2 separate regions of the Zea mays genome follow, and region 2 is linked to region 1. The links are chromatin contacts, called in public Hi-C maps. All regions are on one chromosome and are shown on one strand. Each heading gives the region's core, a stretch centred on a gene start, on an enhancer-like site or on the middle of the called end of the contact. The rest is flanking DNA. Distances are from core to core; before and after follow the strand shown.

What was found. Hi-C and Micro-C count contacts between places; a contact is called where the count stands out from the background.
Region 2: a contact with region 1 is called in a Hi-C map of bundle sheath, with 1.6 times the contacts expected there. The contact joins two enhancer-like sites. A contact is called at or near these places in 2 of 25 Hi-C or Micro-C datasets (bundle sheath and ear).

What each region holds. Positions count from the first base shown.
Region 1 is chr10:136,006,594-136,009,888 of Zm-B73-REFERENCE-NAM-5.0, reverse strand. No RefSeq gene overlaps it. Among protein-coding and RNA genes, the nearest start is that of TRNAP-CGG, 11 kb to the right of the region's middle. Within about 2 kb of position 1,313, at least 14 of the 20 cell types and tissues checked have an H3K27ac peak or open chromatin away from gene starts, as enhancers often do. A contact at or near this core is called in bundle sheath, where this site is marked.
Region 2 is chr10:136,279,115-136,282,479 of Zm-B73-REFERENCE-NAM-5.0, reverse strand. No RefSeq gene overlaps it. Among protein-coding and RNA genes, the nearest start is that of LOC100192564, 23 kb to the left of the region's middle. Within about 2 kb of position 2,064, at least 20 of the 20 cell types and tissues checked have an H3K27ac peak or open chromatin away from gene starts, as enhancers often do. A contact at or near this core is called in bundle sheath, where this site is marked.

The DNA.
Region 1 (3,295 bases), core at 64-2,563:
AGAAATATGGATCGGATTTTTAGGCCAGCATAAACACGGTTAAAAAAAACACAAAGCATGGCTAGACACAAAATAATATAGATCGAGCTAACACGCCTCGAAGACAGGCCTAGTCAGACCTCAAATTTCGACCTATCGAGCCCTAGCACGACACAACACAGTGGTGTCGGGCTTGGGTCTGCACGAAAATAACAAAGCTCATATTATTTAATTTTTTATTTAGTAAGTTATGGACTTGTGGTTGTAATATTTAGACTTTATACGGTCAAATTATGATTATATTATTTAATATCATTAATTTAGTAGGCTATGAACTTTATTTAGATGTAATATTTATATTTTATAAGGTTTAAATATATGGGTCGGACTTAAGCCGGTACGATCCAATGAAGACGCGCTCGTTCTTTAGAACTGGACTGGACCACCATTTGTACTCTTTAGATTGATACAATACGATCAAAAAAAAATAGCCTTATAAACCTGGGCGCATTTGACTCAAATCACTATAGAGCCGGACCAAACTAGGCCGGTCCAATTCCCACTTAGGGCTTGTTCGGTTCTACCCCAATCCATATGGATTGAGGGGGATTGAGGGGTTTCAATCCCTAGTAAGTCAAAATCCTTCCCAATTCGTATTAATCCCCTTCAATCCATATGGATTGAAAATAACCGAATAAGCCCTTAGGCTTTGTTCATTTCATCCTAATCCATGGGGATTGAGGGAGATTGGAGTGAATTGAGGGGAATTTTAACTTGTAGGGGATTCAATCACTCTCAATCCCCATGGGTTTGATAAAAACGAACAGGACCTTAGCTGTGCTACTGACCAACCAGAGCCCCGCCGCAGTCTGGAGATATGTCACTACGTCAGGGACCTCGTTGGCTCGTTCACACCACCACGGCCGACGGCGCCGGCCGATTGATCAGTGCGTACAAGAACACCGGATCTGCGCGTTTTCTTGCCTGATTGGTTCAAGTTAAAGGAGGCGTACTGGTAAATCAGATGATCCGGTCAGAAGGACGTACGGTTGGGGCCTTTTCAGCGTGAACGCCATCACATTGAACTCTCACAACGCAGCTTGGTCAGGGAAGCCAAGCTTTTGGGAATTGACACCCAATTAATCTCCCAGTAATCACTGCAGGCCGGCGTGCACCTCCGGGGATGGCAACCGGGGCAGCGTTCCCCGCCACAAAGGACCATGCAGCGGCAGGAGGAAAACGAAACGCCGTGGAGAGCCAACGCACGAGAGAAAGGCACAGCTCGTCCGACGGCTGAGGAAGCGGTACATGCCGTTCTGCGCGGCGTCGCAATCGACCGAGCCGCGGAGGTATGGGAAGGCCGATGGCGATAAGCATGGGACGATAGCGCTGTTGCCCAAAGACTACAAGAGAAAGAGGAACATTATAATGAAGATACAGATGTGTCATGTGTGTCTATTTGCTGAATAATCTTAGATCCCTCACCCACGTATGCTGCCTCATACATAGTAGGGTTTTTTAAGCTGATGTCCTTAGTTTTGCTGATGTTCTTAATTTTACTCTTAGTCGTTTTTTTTCTCTGTTTTGTCCTTATGCTCTATAGTACTTATGCTCTATAGTACTAGAAGAACAAAATTGAGAAAAAAACATGAATAAGAATAAAACTGAGGACGCCCTAAAAAATGAGGGCACCAGCTTTAGCCCAGCACGAAATAGGCACGCAGGTCCAATACCACACTTGCTTAGCTACTCTATATTTACAAGCCCAAGAAGCCCAGATCCACATCTTAAAAAACAGCTTGCCCTTAAGCTGCGCTCTTGATATGAAAGTAGCATTCTAAAAATGATTGTAGCCTGCAGATCGCAAGTTCCAAAGAAAAGGGGGCAGGGCATCTCGTTGTCTCACAAATTCGTCCACCAATTCTTCCATGAAATGAAGAATGACAGGCCCCTGTACTGTGCTGTGATTTATGTGATTGAACACATGAACCAAAACATATATGTTTCATGCTCTCGTATTTCCATTAGAATGCATATGCCATTCATCAGGTCTAGCCTCCGGAATGTCTTGTGCAGGAGGTAGCCAATGACAGAGATGAGTCTTAAAAGTGAGAAAGTACATCTTGCAGCTAGCCGCCGAATGTAAAAATCACAAGGAGGCCAATCAGACTCGTTATTGCAGAACCCATCTAAAAGGATCAAAATGCTTAGAGCGAGAATAGGTGTTCCTTGGATTCTAAAACTTATGCAGCGGATTAAATCACGGGTGTAGTAATATTGTACGGTTCTATTTGCATCAAGAAAAAGTACGGTCCTAAATAAAATTTATGGACTTATCCAAAAAAAATGATGAGGACTACATTTTCAATTTCAGAAAGTAGCGAACTAACTAAATTATGAATTACAATGCTCAAATACTTTTTTTACCAAAAGGGTAGCGCCCCCTATTTCATTAAGAAATAGAACGATATAGTTTTTACAACCAACACAGGTCACGAGGCCCGCCACTCAACAAGGATGGCTACATCCCAACAGAGCAACGCCAAAAAAAAAGGGATCAGGGATCTGTGTTACTGTTACACAGAAATCCAGACTTACAAACCTTATTTAGATCAACTAAGTCTTACCAAACACTTACTTAATTGTCTACCGCCGATCACTCTCAACTGCCTGGAACTAACCATAACTGATCAAAGGCAAGCTTACTGACAACACACGCCTAGCAAATCAGAAGACCAAGCAGATTGTGAGACAGAAACACAGTCACCTTGTGATACTTCTTGTCACCGGAGCCCACCTGTGCGCGATTAAACACCTCTCTTGTCGTCTCTCTCATTCGCTTGCTTTCTGCCTCCAACGTCTTTTTTGTTCTCCCTGTCTGCATTAGTGCCCAGTTATCCAAAAGAAAACAACACATAAAGATTACATCAGCGGGGTCATTATGGAGCTTTTTATTAAAGCAAATGTTTCTAATAAATTCACGCAAATGTTGACATAAACTCCCCGGTGCCTCTAAGGCTATCCGCAGTGAGGAACTTTAACCAGAACGCTATAAATATAGAGTTGAATATGCAGTAAAAAACTGCCGCAGTGGTGAACTGTTTGAGTTACTCTAAACGGTATGAGGAAACCAGGAACGCTACTTTCAGAGTACATGCAGCTCTTACTCGAAACACTGTTGCAGAGTGCCGGAACGCCTAGATCGGAGGAGAGAAGGAAGCGGTTTGTTGGCTGGGAAAAGAATAGAGTTAAAAAGAAATGATATAATATGTGATAGTTGGTATAGAGTTGAGATATAGAGTAAACATGACTGCAG
Region 2 (3,365 bases), core at 815-3,314, 270 kb before region 1:
ATCTGGCATTATTTAGCTATCGATAGATACAAAGTACAACTAGCTTGGCACGTGACAGCTTTCAGCTTTGTAAGCATGATTAATCGGTGGCATGTGAACCCTGCGACCTACTTTTCTTCAATGTTCTATTATTTGTCGTGTAGTACAACGACATGATCTACAAAATATAGCTTTAACTATATATTTTTAAATACCAATAAACACTTAATACATCTATATGTTTATAAAAGTACTTTTTTAAGATAAATCGGTGAACATAAATATTATATATCAAAACTAAATAACAAAACAGCCTTTTATAGTTAAACTTTTATAAATTTAATTTAAACCTTGTATAAAACAACAAATAACATGATATCAGAGAGTAAGTGTGGATGGTTCTAGTGAATATCTGGACGAAGATCGAATGCGACTCTCGCTGTGTGGATCCAAGTTTAAGGGTATGTTTGGTTCCGTGTTTAATTTGCCACACTTTCTCTAATTTTTCTGACTAAGTTTAGTTATTTAATTCTGATGACTAATTTTAGTCAAAGCGTGACACAGTTAACTACGAAACAAATAGTCCTTAAATTTTCGCACGTTACGATCCCTAAGAGCAGACACGTATCGAACAAAGTGCGTGTACGTATACAAAGGTAGATTTTTCTGGGTATTTCATAGAGGCGCCTTGTCAGGGTACAGGCATACGCGCGCGTACATCACAGGTAGGGGTGAACGATTCGGGTTACCCTAAATTTTTGGGTCCGATAATTCGGGTATTTAAAATTTCGGGTTTTGAGAATTGATACCCGAAATTACAACAGATTTTACAATACCCGAAAAATCGGGTACCCGGAATTTCGGGTTCAGGTAATTTCGAACTACCCGAACTGTTGTGTTGGCTTCATAAAAACACAAACACCTTATTAAATTAGTATAAAAATATAGTTTAAATAATGATATACATGGACATATAAAACACATGCAATTTACAATCACAAGTTATGCACATTTACACATAATTATAGATGTACAAATTAATAATTAAACATGACATGAGTAAATGACACATGAAAGTTCAGATATTTCGGGTTACCGATTGTGATACCCGAATAACCGAAATAAATTCGGGTTTTGCAAGTTGCTACCCGAAATTACCGAACAAAATTCGGATTTCGGGTATTTTGGGTTTAGATTCAGGTATTCCAGGTTCGAGTTTCGATATTTTTTTGCCCAGCCCTTGCGCAGGCACCAATAGAAGAGAAAATGACCGCCTTACCCCACGCACTATGCATGGGCCTACAAGTACGGGCCGGCCCACAGCCAACCATGTTGTCCTGCCGCGGGCGCGACCACCTCATCAGCCTCATCGCAACTGTCCGCCTCAGCTGGGGACCCACCCGTCTCGCTCTGCCGTTTGGAGTCGTTAACTGGTTACCCACGCCATGCACACCAGCGGTGGCGGTAAATATACACACGTACGCATCCTGTCAGTGGCGTTCCGTTCCTGCATGCATGAAGGCAAATCAAACATCTTTTCCGATCTATATAGGTAGCTGACGCAACTACGCAAGGATCTTAATTGTTGGCCAGCGCGCAGTAATGGTAATGAGGTAGTTCATTTTATCACTCCTTACTTTTTTTTTTCGTTTGCTTTGTATAATAGAATGAGTTAATCTATCACTACATTATTCATCATAGTTAAAAATGTGATCGTCCCACCAAATTTAATTAATGAACCCATAATCTATCTTATTTTAGATAAAATAATTCATCAAACAAACACCTTATATATCTCCACCACGGGCGTTGTACACAGGCTGGGTGACGATGGCGGCTGTCCGGATAGATAGAGGCACAGAGGAGGTACAGATGGCCGTAGGCATGCAGAGCGGACGTGCGATATGTGTGTCACGGCGCGCGGGCCGGGGGCGATAGATAGATGGCGGCGAGCCGCGAGCGGTTGCGGTACAGATGGCCCCATGCATGCAGCGCGTGACGGCGTGAGGGGGGCCGGGCGTGCATTGGCTGTGCAATACGTGTGTGTGTGTACTAGCTCCGACGGGGAAGGGGGCGATAGATGTCAGCGCAGCAGCCCGGCCCAGTTCGTTGTCCGCGCCCGCCCTGCCCACGGCGGCAGGGGAGCAGGGTACGTGTCCGCCGCGCTCGGCGCAGGCCGGCCGTTCCGTTTCACCCACCTCTAGGTAACCGCGCTCCCTGTTTTGTCCGCATGCATATGCCCCGGTTCGTCAATTTCCCCCGCGTATGGCCGTCTGGCCATATCCATGCATCACCATGGCCGTCCGGCCCGGGGCCCATGCTGTAGAAGGGCCGGTACCGGAAGAACCACGATCGCTCTCTACCACTGATGATCTGCTACAGACCTGCATACGATACGTACAGGTGTACGCATGGCAGGATTCGTGGATCGTGTAAACCGGCGGAGTAGAGTGTTAGAGAGAGGTGGATCGATCGAGTCTTTAGAGGTCGTAGCTCTCGCGCCGTTGCGTTTCGTGCTGGGAGAAGGAAAGGTGTCAGCAGATCGGCCAGGGGGTAGATGGATCGTAGATACACACATGCGTACGACATGGCAGTACATGCGCCACCAGCCCTTCCTTTTGTAGGCTCCCCTCGCTTGCTTTCTCTCCCTGATCTCTTTCTGCATCTGCCGCCAGTCAGCCAGGGCGTCCTCCCTCTCCGCCGGGCCCCGTCCCTCCCTCCAGCCTCCACCCCAGTACCCCACCACAAAGGCACACACACTCGGCCGGCCTCTTTGTTTTTGTTACAATATTTTGTGACCAATCCACTCCAAAGAGCGCGACGGTTTCTCCCCAAGGGACACATCCCTTGGGGATGCACCTTTGCTTGTATATAAACAGAATCTCCTCTGCAATAAAGGACATCGCTGTCATTTGTCTCTCTCAATCTCGTTACCACGGAGTAGATTACAACACGTTATCAGCACTGCTCGCGAGATCAGAGAAGAAAAGAAGAAAGAAGCTACTCTTAGCGGAAGATTTTTTTTCCGGCGATGCTCCCAGTGCGCACCGGTGATTGACCGAGGAAGCATGAAGGCTTTCAATCATAATGCAAAAGAACAACTAAGTGGGATGACGCCAGGCAGGAACAAAGGATGCCGCTACACACGCCAAAAAGAAAAGGAGAAGCATACAGCGACGCTTTATTGTCCACATCTAGCACTATGAATCTACAGCAAGTCTGTAAGGATTTATTATGTGTCAATCGTCTCGATGATTTCATTCATGCAAACAATGGAATTGCTGGCTACGGGGCTTCGCACGGGTGCAAGCATTGGCGTCAGGGCCGCTGGACGCTGGGCCACGCCCGCGCAGCGCGCTGGAAGGCCTCGCCCGCGCCATGGTCGG